Regions from separate parts of the Mus musculus genome. Here region 1 is linked to region 2. Evidence: chromatin contacts called from public HiChIP or PLAC-seq data. All regions are on one chromosome and are shown on one strand. The core of a region is the stretch at or near the end of the contact, and the rest is flanking DNA. Distances in the headings are between cores, read along the strand shown.

What was found. HiChIP or PLAC-seq counts read pairs in DNA pulled down with a chosen protein or histone mark.
Region 1: an H3K4me3 HiChIP or PLAC-seq map of bone marrow-derived macrophages shows a contact between it and region 2, with 5 times the contacts expected there. The contact joins two enhancer-like sites. A contact is called at or near these places in 1 of 115 datasets of contacts at active chromatin or transcription factors (bone marrow-derived macrophages) and 1 of 9 other capture datasets (adipose tissue).

The regions. Positions count from the first base shown.
Region 1 is chr11:73,128,031-73,133,055 of GRCm38.p6, reverse strand. Itgae (integrin alpha E, epithelial-associated) reads right to left here. Exons shown (of 31, transcript NM_008399.3): 21 at 3,755-3,887; 22 at 2,035-2,133; 23 at 1,289-1,368; 24 at 288-362. Among named protein-coding and RNA genes, the nearest start is that of Haspin, 7.8 kb to the left of the region's middle. Within about 2 kb of position 1,770, at least 32 of the 459 cell types and tissues checked have an H3K27ac peak or open chromatin away from gene starts, as enhancers often do. A contact at or near this core is called in bone marrow-derived macrophages, where this site is marked.
Region 2 is chr11:72,844,415-72,849,576 of GRCm38.p6, reverse strand. Zzef1 (zinc finger, ZZ-type with EF hand domain 1) reads right to left here. Exons shown (of 55, transcript NM_001045536.2): 11 at 5,090-5,162; 12 at 824-935. Among named protein-coding and RNA genes, the nearest start is that of Gm26121, 35 kb to the left of the region's middle. Within about 2 kb of position 1,541, at least 61 of the 459 cell types and tissues checked have an H3K27ac peak or open chromatin away from gene starts, as enhancers often do. A contact at or near this core is called in bone marrow-derived macrophages, where this site is marked.

The DNA of each region.
Region 1 (5,025 bases), core at 521-3,020, 280 kb before region 2:
GATGGGAACCAGGTTCACAAGTTCCTAAAGAATACTAGCATTTATTTAACCACCCGAAATCCTGTAGTCTAGGTTAAGTTGGGCCTAGACTCAATTTTGGACGTCAGTGAGACTGCCCTTTTGGTGGGCGGGGCTTGGGGGAGGTACCCCTTGGATCTGACAGTATCCTAGAGAGGTTGGGCGCTAAGCAGCCTCCTCAGAGAAGGGCGATGGGCTTTCTGTCCACACAGAATCCCAAAACTGTCGCCATTGCATGACCGTCACACAGACCCCTTGGGAGTACCTACCTGGAAAGAACTGCAATGAAGGCATGTCTGAATTGAAGGCTGCGTGTCTCTCTGGCCAAAGACTTCTCATTGGAACTGGGAATACAAATGTTAACAATATAACAAATATAATACAAACGTTCCCTTGACTTCCTAAGAACCCGAGTGACTCCCTGAGGCCACACTTGAGAAAGCATTGACTTCGTAAGGATTTCTCAGCCTCCACACTTGACGTTTTAGGCCAAAGAATTTTCTGTTAGGGACTTGTCCTACACACTGAATAATAGTTGTCAGCATCTGTGGTGTGAAGTACTTGGAAGGCAGTTGAGACAAAAGAATGTTTGCAAGCTATGCAGTTGGACTCTACTCGGTAGAGTATCACCTCCTTAATCATGGCAATCAAATCGGCTCTAGAAAGCTGGGCGTGGTGACACCTTTAATTATAGCACTCAGGAAGTAGAAGCAGGCGGGTATCTGAGTTTGAGGCCAGCCTAGTCTACAGAGCAATACCAGGACAGCCAGGGCTACCCAGAGAAACCCTGACGAGCCGGGCATGGTGGCGCACGCCTTTAATCCCAGCACTCGGGAGGCAGAGGCAGGCGGATTTCTGAGTTCAAGGCCAGCCTGGTCTACAAAGTAAGTTCCAGGACAGCCAGGGCTATACAGAGAAACCCTGTCTTGAAAAACCAAAAAGAAAAAAGAAAAAAAAAAAAGAAATCCTGTCACAAAACAAAACATAATAACAACAACAAAAGACTCCAGACACTGCCTCAAGAGAGAATTACCCATGTTTGACAGCTCCTTCACAGAACCATATCCTGCTCTATCTTTGAACATGGAGGCATATCAGAGTTAAGAAAGCCAGAACTAGGACTCTAGTTCAAAGCTCATTCTACCAGAATATCCCCTAGTGTTCCTTTGTATGGATTAAAATATCGTCAGTATCTTTGGTGAGAGGGACCGCCTGTGAGCACAGGGATCCAAGGCCAGGAGTTAAGGTTGCTAACACAGTCACGACTTACTTGGAGATGGTCACAGTGATATCTGCTGTCCTATTTGGAAAGACACTCTCCTCTAGCTGCCAAGTTACTGAGACATTCACCTATTTTAAGGAGGAAATAGATAAGTAAATGGGGGAACCAGTCACCTGACAATTGCTTACTGCTCAGGGCCCGGCCTGCTTCAGTGCCAGGGAGTGGAGAAAAAGGTTTAGAAGGTCTTTGTTGGAGGCATACTTGTCACTGACTTTGAGGTTTCAAAAGCCTGCACCATGCCACTGTGCTTGCTGATCAGGATATAGCCCACACCATGCCTGCCTGCCACCATGCTCCCTGCCATGATGAAAATGGACTAAGCCTCTGAAACCATAAGTAAGCTCCTAATTGAATGTTTTCTTGCATAAGGCTTGCCTTGGACGTCTGGCCTCTTCACAGCAATAGGACAGTGACTAAGACACTGTGGCTAAGCAGCATTAGGAATCCTAGCTTCCATTCCTCGTGGTTTTTGTAGCACAGTCACTGTCTCACGTAAGCCTCACAGTACAAATGCTGAGTGAGCCAAACAGACAGCATTATTCTTTGAGCGAGGGAAACCACAACAGACTCTGCACACTCCTCTGTGCGCCACTTGAGGGCAGACTTGGCAGCTGTAAACACTACTGACAGCAACGCCAGCAAAGGAGACATAGTAACCACACCTGAAAGGTGCAGACGAGGCTGGAAGTCAGGGATAGCAGGAAGAGCCACCTAATCCCAACAGACTCACTCACAGATGATCTCTTGAGTATGGGGTGACCAATCTTGCAGTTCATGACCAGGACAGAAGCAACTGGCTTGGGGTCATCACACTGAACATCTGGAGATACTGGCTGTTAAAACAGAAGAGGTTAAAAAAAAATACAAAAACAAAAGCTGGGTGCGGTGGTGCACGCCTTTAATCCCAGCACTTGGGAGGCAGAGACAGGCGGATTTCTGAGTTCCAGGCCAGCCTGGTCTACAGAGTGAGTTCCAGGACAGCCAGGGCTACACAGAGAAACCCTGTCTCGGAAAAAAAAAATGTTTTATCTTTGTTTATATTTTTTTATTTATTTATTTTGTGGGTGGGAGTGTTTCGCCCACATGTGTGTTTTGCATGCATGTGCCTACCTGGCACCCCTTCAGAGGTCAGAAGAGGATGTCTGATTCCTCTGGAAGTGGAATTACAGATAGTTGTGAACTGACATGGAGCAGCTGGGATTCAAACCTAGGTCCTCTGGAGAGCAGCTGGTGCTCTTAACTGCGTCATCTCTCCAGCCCCAAGAGATGCCCTTGAGGAAAAGAAGTGGTTCCCTCACACCAATTTGACAACCGCTCACTGATTTGTCTCCATGTCTGACGTGGTCCCTGGCCTCCTCACAACTGAGAATTGAGTTTAAACCCAAAGCCAAAGTAGTGTTCTGTGAGCAAGGCACAGTGGCGGTAGACTGGTTCCAGCTGACAGGACTCTGTAGAGTCATCATGGAGAGGAAGGCGTTGAGGCTGGACTGTGGGGCAAAGTGAGTGTCTCACTGAGATGGAGGGAACGTTTGGTCTCAACCATGGCTCCTCAACTAGATCACCAAACAGCTACTCCGCCAGCTAGTGTCCCATCACTAGTTCCATTCTAGATATGTAGAAGTTAATTTTAATTTTTCATTCAATATATGCTAACTTAGCTCAAACAAACTGAGAACCTCCCCCCACCCCAGGGGTGGGGGGCTCGGCAAACCTATAGTCCCATCAGAGTCAGGTTTTACAGACTCACTGCCATGAGGAAAACTGTCTTGGGGAAGGGGGGTCTTCACTCAACAAAGGAAAATGCAGAGTTGTCAGAGGGTTGGGGTGGGTGCAGTTAAGGAAAAAGGCAGATGAAGCTGTCCTGAGAGCCTCAGTAAAGGGATCAGGTGATGCCAGGAGTGTCGTGATCCCAATTAGGTTAACAGACCCTGTCCAAGGAAAGCTGTGTCCAGAAACACTGAATCTACAGCTCTGTACCAGTGCACACCAAATCTAGTTCTCTCTGTCAAAATGACTTAGATTCCCCAGACAAGAGCAGGGTGGTTTTCTAGTTCCCAAAAGAACTAGCAGCAGAGTTTCCCACCATCTTTGAATTAACAGAACAAATCATCTCCGTATTGTGATCCTTGGCAGCCACATGATTGCAAGCCCATCTTTGCAGCTGGCCTTGTGTCTGTGAGCATAGAGAACAGTGGGAAGAGAATTTTAACTTCCTCTATTCCTTAGGCATTAAAATTTATCTCCCACAGTCCTGGTTAAGAGAGACTGTGCAAGGAGGGGGCAAGCAGCAGGGGTGCTGCTGCAGGTTTGCAGGGCACAGAATTAGAAAGGATTCGTCAATCGCTATGCCTGTACTGCATGGGGCAGAAGGAGGCTGGTGGCCATGAAGTAGAATCAGACAGACAAACAAGGAGAAGACACAGCAGCATGTTTCCCTGCCCCTACAACAAATACCTTTTGTATCTTCTTAAACTGTAAGTTTCTGGGATAATTGAGAGCCATGTTTGTCATGTAGGAATCCTCTCCAGAGTTAGTCAGGCTGATGTTCATGGTCACCTCCTTTGTGACGCCCACCACCAGTTCCTGCCTGTGAAGGGCAAAAGAGGGGAGAGAGAACATGTTGGCAGTGTATTTGATCTGTAAAATTCCTTATTACAGAAAAGCACATTCTTTTATTAAAGAGATTTTTTTTAAAAAAAGACTTATGTATATGAGTACACAATAGCTGTCTTCAGACACACTAGAAGAGGGCATCGGATCCTATTACAGATGGTTGTGAGCCACCATGTGGTTGCTGGGTATTGAACTCGGGTCTTCTGGAAGAGCAGCCAGTGCTCTTCACTACTGAGCCATCTCTCCAGCCCTGAAAAGCGTATTCTTAACAATCCTCTAAGATAAACTGCATAAAGGCCCAGATTTTCTTCCTCTTAACAGAGCTGGACCCCTAGCTCCATGTCCACCTTAACTGCTTAGTCACTAAGCTGTTGGTGACATTATAATCCCTTACTTGGTGGTTACCATGAGCCAAACACCACCCCAGGAGCTCAGTTAATCCTCAGAATTACCCTACAAAGAGGTGTAATTACTTTCCATTTTGCAGAAGAGGAAACAGAGCTCATTTCAGTTTCACTGTTGCTCATCCTGCACTCACTATGCATCCCTGCTGGCCTTGCAATCCTGCCTCCACCTCCCAAGTGCTGGGATAATAGATGTGAGCCACAGTGCCTGTCACTGTGTTTGTGTGTTTGGTTGGTTGATTTGTTGAAACAGTCTCACTTTGTAGTCCAGGCAGGGAAGTCTAGTTCTCATTTGATTTTCTAGTGGACCCATGTCTGTAGAGAAGTCAAGAGCCTGGCAAATCACTGGACTGAGCACAGGGTCCCCAATGGAGGAGTTAGAAAAATGACTGAAGAAGCAGAAGGGACTTGCAACCCCATAGGAAGAACAACAATATCAACCAACCAGACTCCCCAGAGCTCCCAGGGACTAAACCATCAACTAAAGAGGGACCCACGGCTCCAGCCACATATGTAACAGAGGATGACCTTGTCAGGCATCAGTGGGAGGAGAGGCCCTTGGTCCTGTGAAGGCTCCATGCAGTTCTAGATGCCTGGGCAGAGCCTTTTCCTTGCTCCCTACCTCTACTGTCAGCAAATTCTAACAAAAGATAACCACTGCCTTTGCCTTGCTCAGTCTAGGCCATCACCCTCTTACCTCACCTGCAC
Region 2 (5,162 bases), core at 292-2,791:
TGTGCTATCCTCTGCTCTATGCTCTGCTCTGCACTGCTCTGTGCTATCCTCTGCTCTGTGCTATCCTCTACTCTGTGCAAATAAAGCCAAGTGTTGCCGAAGTTAAGCTTGGGGCAAACTGCTCCCTCAAGGGAAAGTTCCTCTCATAACAGCCTTGCTGTCTTATTTCCAGTTTCACGTTGTAGTTATTTATTTTATACATGTGGGCACATGTATCTCACAGTGTGCTTGTAGAGGTGAAAGGACAAACTGAAGGAGTTGGTTCTCTCCTTCTATATTGGTCCCAGGGATCAAACTCAGGTCCTGGGCTTGGCAGCAAGTGTCTTTACCTACTGGGCAACTCACTAGTATTAAAGGCCTTTCTGAAATTTATTACTCAAATGCATAGATATGCATTGAGCACATACTGTGTGTGAACTCTGAAGAGAGTTCTCTTACTTATTCTAAGATTTATTCTTAAGAAAAATAAATGACATGGCCAGGCAGTTACTACTCTCAGAACTGGGGGAACAAACGCATTCCTCTTGCATCTATGCCTGGGTACTACTTACTGCAGTGTGCCTTTCTGACACATCTCAACCAAACTAAAGATTATGGTCCAATCCACTTCCAGCACTTGGCATAATTTCACACTCTCTTTCAGATGAAGTCTTCTCTGGTAAACCCTAGGGTGGGTTAAACCTCCCTCTGTCATAGTCATATCACATCTGTCTCTCCCAACCCCTCTAACGTTCCAGTGTTGGCTCAGAGCTAGTGCAGTTAGCAATGTTTGTAGAAAGGGAAAGCAGGTAAATGAGTGAAGGACAACCTGGCTACTGCTTACTTTGGCAACTCTGCACTGTTGTAACTTGACATCTGCTTCATCCCACTCTTCTTCTAGCTCAAACCAGCCAATAGGATCATCCTCTCCAAGGTCATCAGATGAGCAACCAATCCTGCGAATGAATACAAATGTAATCATAGACATTTTCTTGCTTCAAAGTTTCTCCAGAGACTGACAAGGTCTCATCCAAATGTTATTTAAGCCAGGCATTTCCAGTGAGATGGAAGAGCGACATACCAGGATGGGCATTTCTGGTAATCACTGAGGAAGAGGCAAGAGTGGCTTCCCTTGCCTAGGTCTGACTAATGTGTGTATAATTACCCTGAGGTCTGAGTCATGTACAAACAACTGAAGGGGTTGATGCCTCATATCCTGGAGCTCTCAAATCTCAGGCTTCACAGACCTCTGTTGATTAGCAAGTCCTCCAAAGGAAGCATTCCATCCTTAAAACAAAGGATAATTGCATCTTTCTCCTTAAAAGCTGAATGGGTAAGTGCTGCTCCCTCTTCAGCAGGCACTCTTTCAAGCACCATTCTTGGTTAGTTGGTTGGGTGGGTGGACAGGTGGTTGGTTGGTTGGCTGGCTGGTTGGTTAGAGACAGTTTCACTAGGTAGCCTTAGCTACTCTGGAACTCACTATGTTGCTATAACAGACATTTGCTTGCCTCTACCTCCCAAGTGCTGAGATTAAAGGCCACCATGCATGACTTCAAGTTTCCATTGTTAAAATCTCATACTACTTGGCCTATGACTCAACTCTCACACTAATAGCTCACTGTATAAGCATGTCTAGCAATCACAGATAACTATGGGGAAAAGTGAAGAAAATGTACAACAGGATCTGGAACAAAGGAAAAATTTTATTCTCTTCCTCACACAAATATTTCTTGGTAGAAATCTTTTGTGGTATAATTGATTATAACAGGACAGGTGGAATTTGCTAAGCCCTAATTGTCGATGAGTCTCATCCATCATACATGTTTGAGGAATTTTAAATGTATTCTTTGAGGGCATACTATCTCAGTGGTATGGCATTTGCCCAGCATATGTGAGAACTTGGTTCTATCCTCAGCTATGTAGCCCAGGCTGACCTTGAACTCTCAATGTCTTTCTATCCTCCTGCCACCATGCCTGGCAGAAAGTCTACTCAAAAGAGTCTGCAACCTAAAAAAACTGGCAGAGTCAGGTACTGGAGAAGCAAGTTCTCTCACTAAACCACACTGTACAGTGGGCAGATGCTGTCTCCGGAGCATAGTGCCAGAAAAACACAACAAAATGGTCAAGAAAATGTTATTTCCAACTGGAGAGAGACTGATATTATATGTAGGCCAACTAAGTTGGCCTACATTGAAGAATAACTCAGGCTAAAACCAGATCAAATCATTAAGGGACTCATCAATAGGCCTGTATTTAGGTTAAAAAAAAAACCCATCCTGCATAAGATATGAAAGACCTTGTTTGACAAAAAGTTTAGAGGAAAAGACCTATTTTAATATCCCAAGAGTGAGAACACAGTTGCTTAAAATTAGGTGGTGCCTGCAGCCATTATTAAAAAAGAAATCATGCTGGGTATGGTGATGGAAACCTGTAAGCCTAGCACACAGGAAGCTGAGGCGTTCTGAACTGCCCAAGCTAATAAGACCTAATCTCAAGAAACAAACCACAAACAAGACAGGCAATGAAGGAAAAGAGGAGGAAAAGAAAGGAAGAGGAAGAAAGAAAGAAAAAGAAGACTTAGGTCCTTCCTATAACTACTAAATCAGACCTGTATTTTCACAGGATCTCCTGGGAAATACAATAGCCCAGAAGGCAAGTCCAGGGCTCTGATTCACAGTGATAACTTCCTAGCAGCAATAAGGAGGACAATGCTATCTGATGAGTCAGCAGTGACCTCTGTAGCAATGTCTACTTTAAGCCTTCATCTTAATGACCCACCCACACCCATCCCCTGATTTCTGAAGGTATGTATGGCCTGGCTTGTCCCCTATTCTCTAAGTTTTCTGTTGTCTCTTAACTAGTGCTGCTCATCAGGGTGACCTGTAGCCTGTAGTCTGGCTAGTCTACAGTCCTCCAGAACCATGTCTTCTATCTCTACATTTTCCTTTAGTTTTGTTTGAGACAGGGTCTTAATCTAGGTTGGTCTTGAACTCTCAGCAATCTTACCTCAGCTTCCTGAATGCTGGGATTATAGTCATGAGGCTACATACCTGGACCCTATGTTTTTAATTAACATTTCAAAGACTGTCATGTCTGTCCCTACAATACAAGAGTCTCTTCTAAGCTGCTGACCTGTTTGTCCTACTGGCTGTAGGACATCTCAAATCTTCCCAAGAGGGCTAACATTGAGTTACCTGTCTTCCCATAATCCTGCTTCTCCCTGGAGCATGTACTAGTTCAGAACAGGGTACTACCAAGTTCTCCACCTGCCCGAACTTGGTGCTGCCAGCCTCCTTTCCTCTTCTGCTCTCTACTCAGTCATCCCCAGGGCCCACAGCATCAAGCCACCTTGCTCCTCCTCCTCCGCTGCTGCTGCTGCTGCTGCTGCTGCTGCTTTAGAGGTCTTGTGCTGGTCTAGGCCACTCTTACTTTCAGCTTCCTGGGCAACACGCTTACTCGCAGCCTCTGGCTCTCTGTTTGCTTTCCTCTATTCATGATGTTGCAGCACAAGCCTGAGCAGTTCTTCCAGAACACACCTGACTTCCTTCATATTCTCTTACCTCCCCAATAACAAGCTCTACCCTCTGTCTGCTTGCCTCCCCACTACACACATGTGCTTCAAAGAGAAACTAAGACCTCAAACAAAGACATTTCTACTGACCTGGCCTCTCCCAGCTCTCCAGCTCTGTCCTTTGCCACCCTTCCCAACAGTGCAGCTTAGCCATACAATCACCTTCACACACTGCTTCTTCAAGCACCTACTTAGTGTGTAATTCACTCTTCAGAAACATCATAGCACTGCTCACTGGCTCAGGGCTACATTTCCTGTCAAGTAAGGCCTGCTATCTGCTCCCAGAGGTCTCCCGTATAGCATTCATTACACAGCTGACACTGTCTCCTGGCAGGAAGCTCTCTATGGTCACTACAGTGACCCCTCTGGTACTTTTTCCACTGCAGGACCTTCAATGCATCAGGCCCAGCACATAATAGATGTTTAATAAGTATTTTCAATGAAAGTTTGAGGAGGCTGGAGACAAGGCTCAGAATTAACACAGCGTGTTCTTTCAGAAGATCCAGGTTTGGTTCTTAGCATCTGCATGGCAGCTCCCAATCACTCATAACACCAGTTCTAGGGGATCCAATGCAGCCTTCTGACCTTCATGGGCAGTAGGCATACACATGGCGCAGGTATACACACCACCAAACTGTAGCTGGTCTTTGCTACTTTATGGGTTCTTCCTTTTCCCACTCTTTATCCTAACTCCCCCAGTTTTACCCCCTATCAGTAGATAGGAGAGAAAAAAGGATAGAGGGGAGAGAATAATTAGGAAAATTCCTGAATCTAATGTCTTTCTTGACCACAGCTACTAACAAACTGCAACCAACCTCCCTAAATGACTAACAACCACTGACCCTGCCTCTTAGGGGACTCATATTTATGTACCCTCTGAAAAGTTCTCAGAATTCCAAAGTCACACAATCACAGAAATATTTACATCTGGCAAAACAACACTTCTGCTAAAGCACAAGACAAATCATGATCAGCTGCTGAGGAAAGTTTGAAGCAGCCCCATATCCCTACACCTGGGGTTAAAACAAAAGCACATTCTTATATTTCTGTGTTTCTAAAAGAACCAAAAATTCCAGAATTCTTAAAAAAATGTCACTATAGGCTGGGCAGTGGTGGCAAACACGCCTTTAATCCCAGCACTTGGGAGGCAGAGGCAGGCGGATTTCTGAGTTCGAGGCCAGCCTGGTCTACAGAGTGAGTTCCAAGACAGCCAGGGCTATACAGAGAAACCCTGTCTCAAAAAAAAAAAAAAAAAGAAAATAACAATGACTTCTGGCCTCTGTGGTGGGTTACTGTCACCTTTTCTATAAGCATAATTCAACAATAAAGATACATCCTTTTTTTTTTTTAAGACAGGGTCTTACTATATAGTAATGGCTAGCCTAGAACTCACTATTTTAGATGAGGCTAACCCCAAACTCACAAAGGTCCACTTGCTTCTGCCTCCCAAGTGCCTCCCAATTAAAGGCATGCAATCCCGCATCCAGCGAGAGAATAGATGCAATTTTATTGACCACACAGACTCTCTCTGGGCTGTACCTGCTTTTTACGAACTGCCTCAGTTCCTGGAGTTTCCATTTGTCATATTTTTCAAACCGTTTGAAGTGTTCTT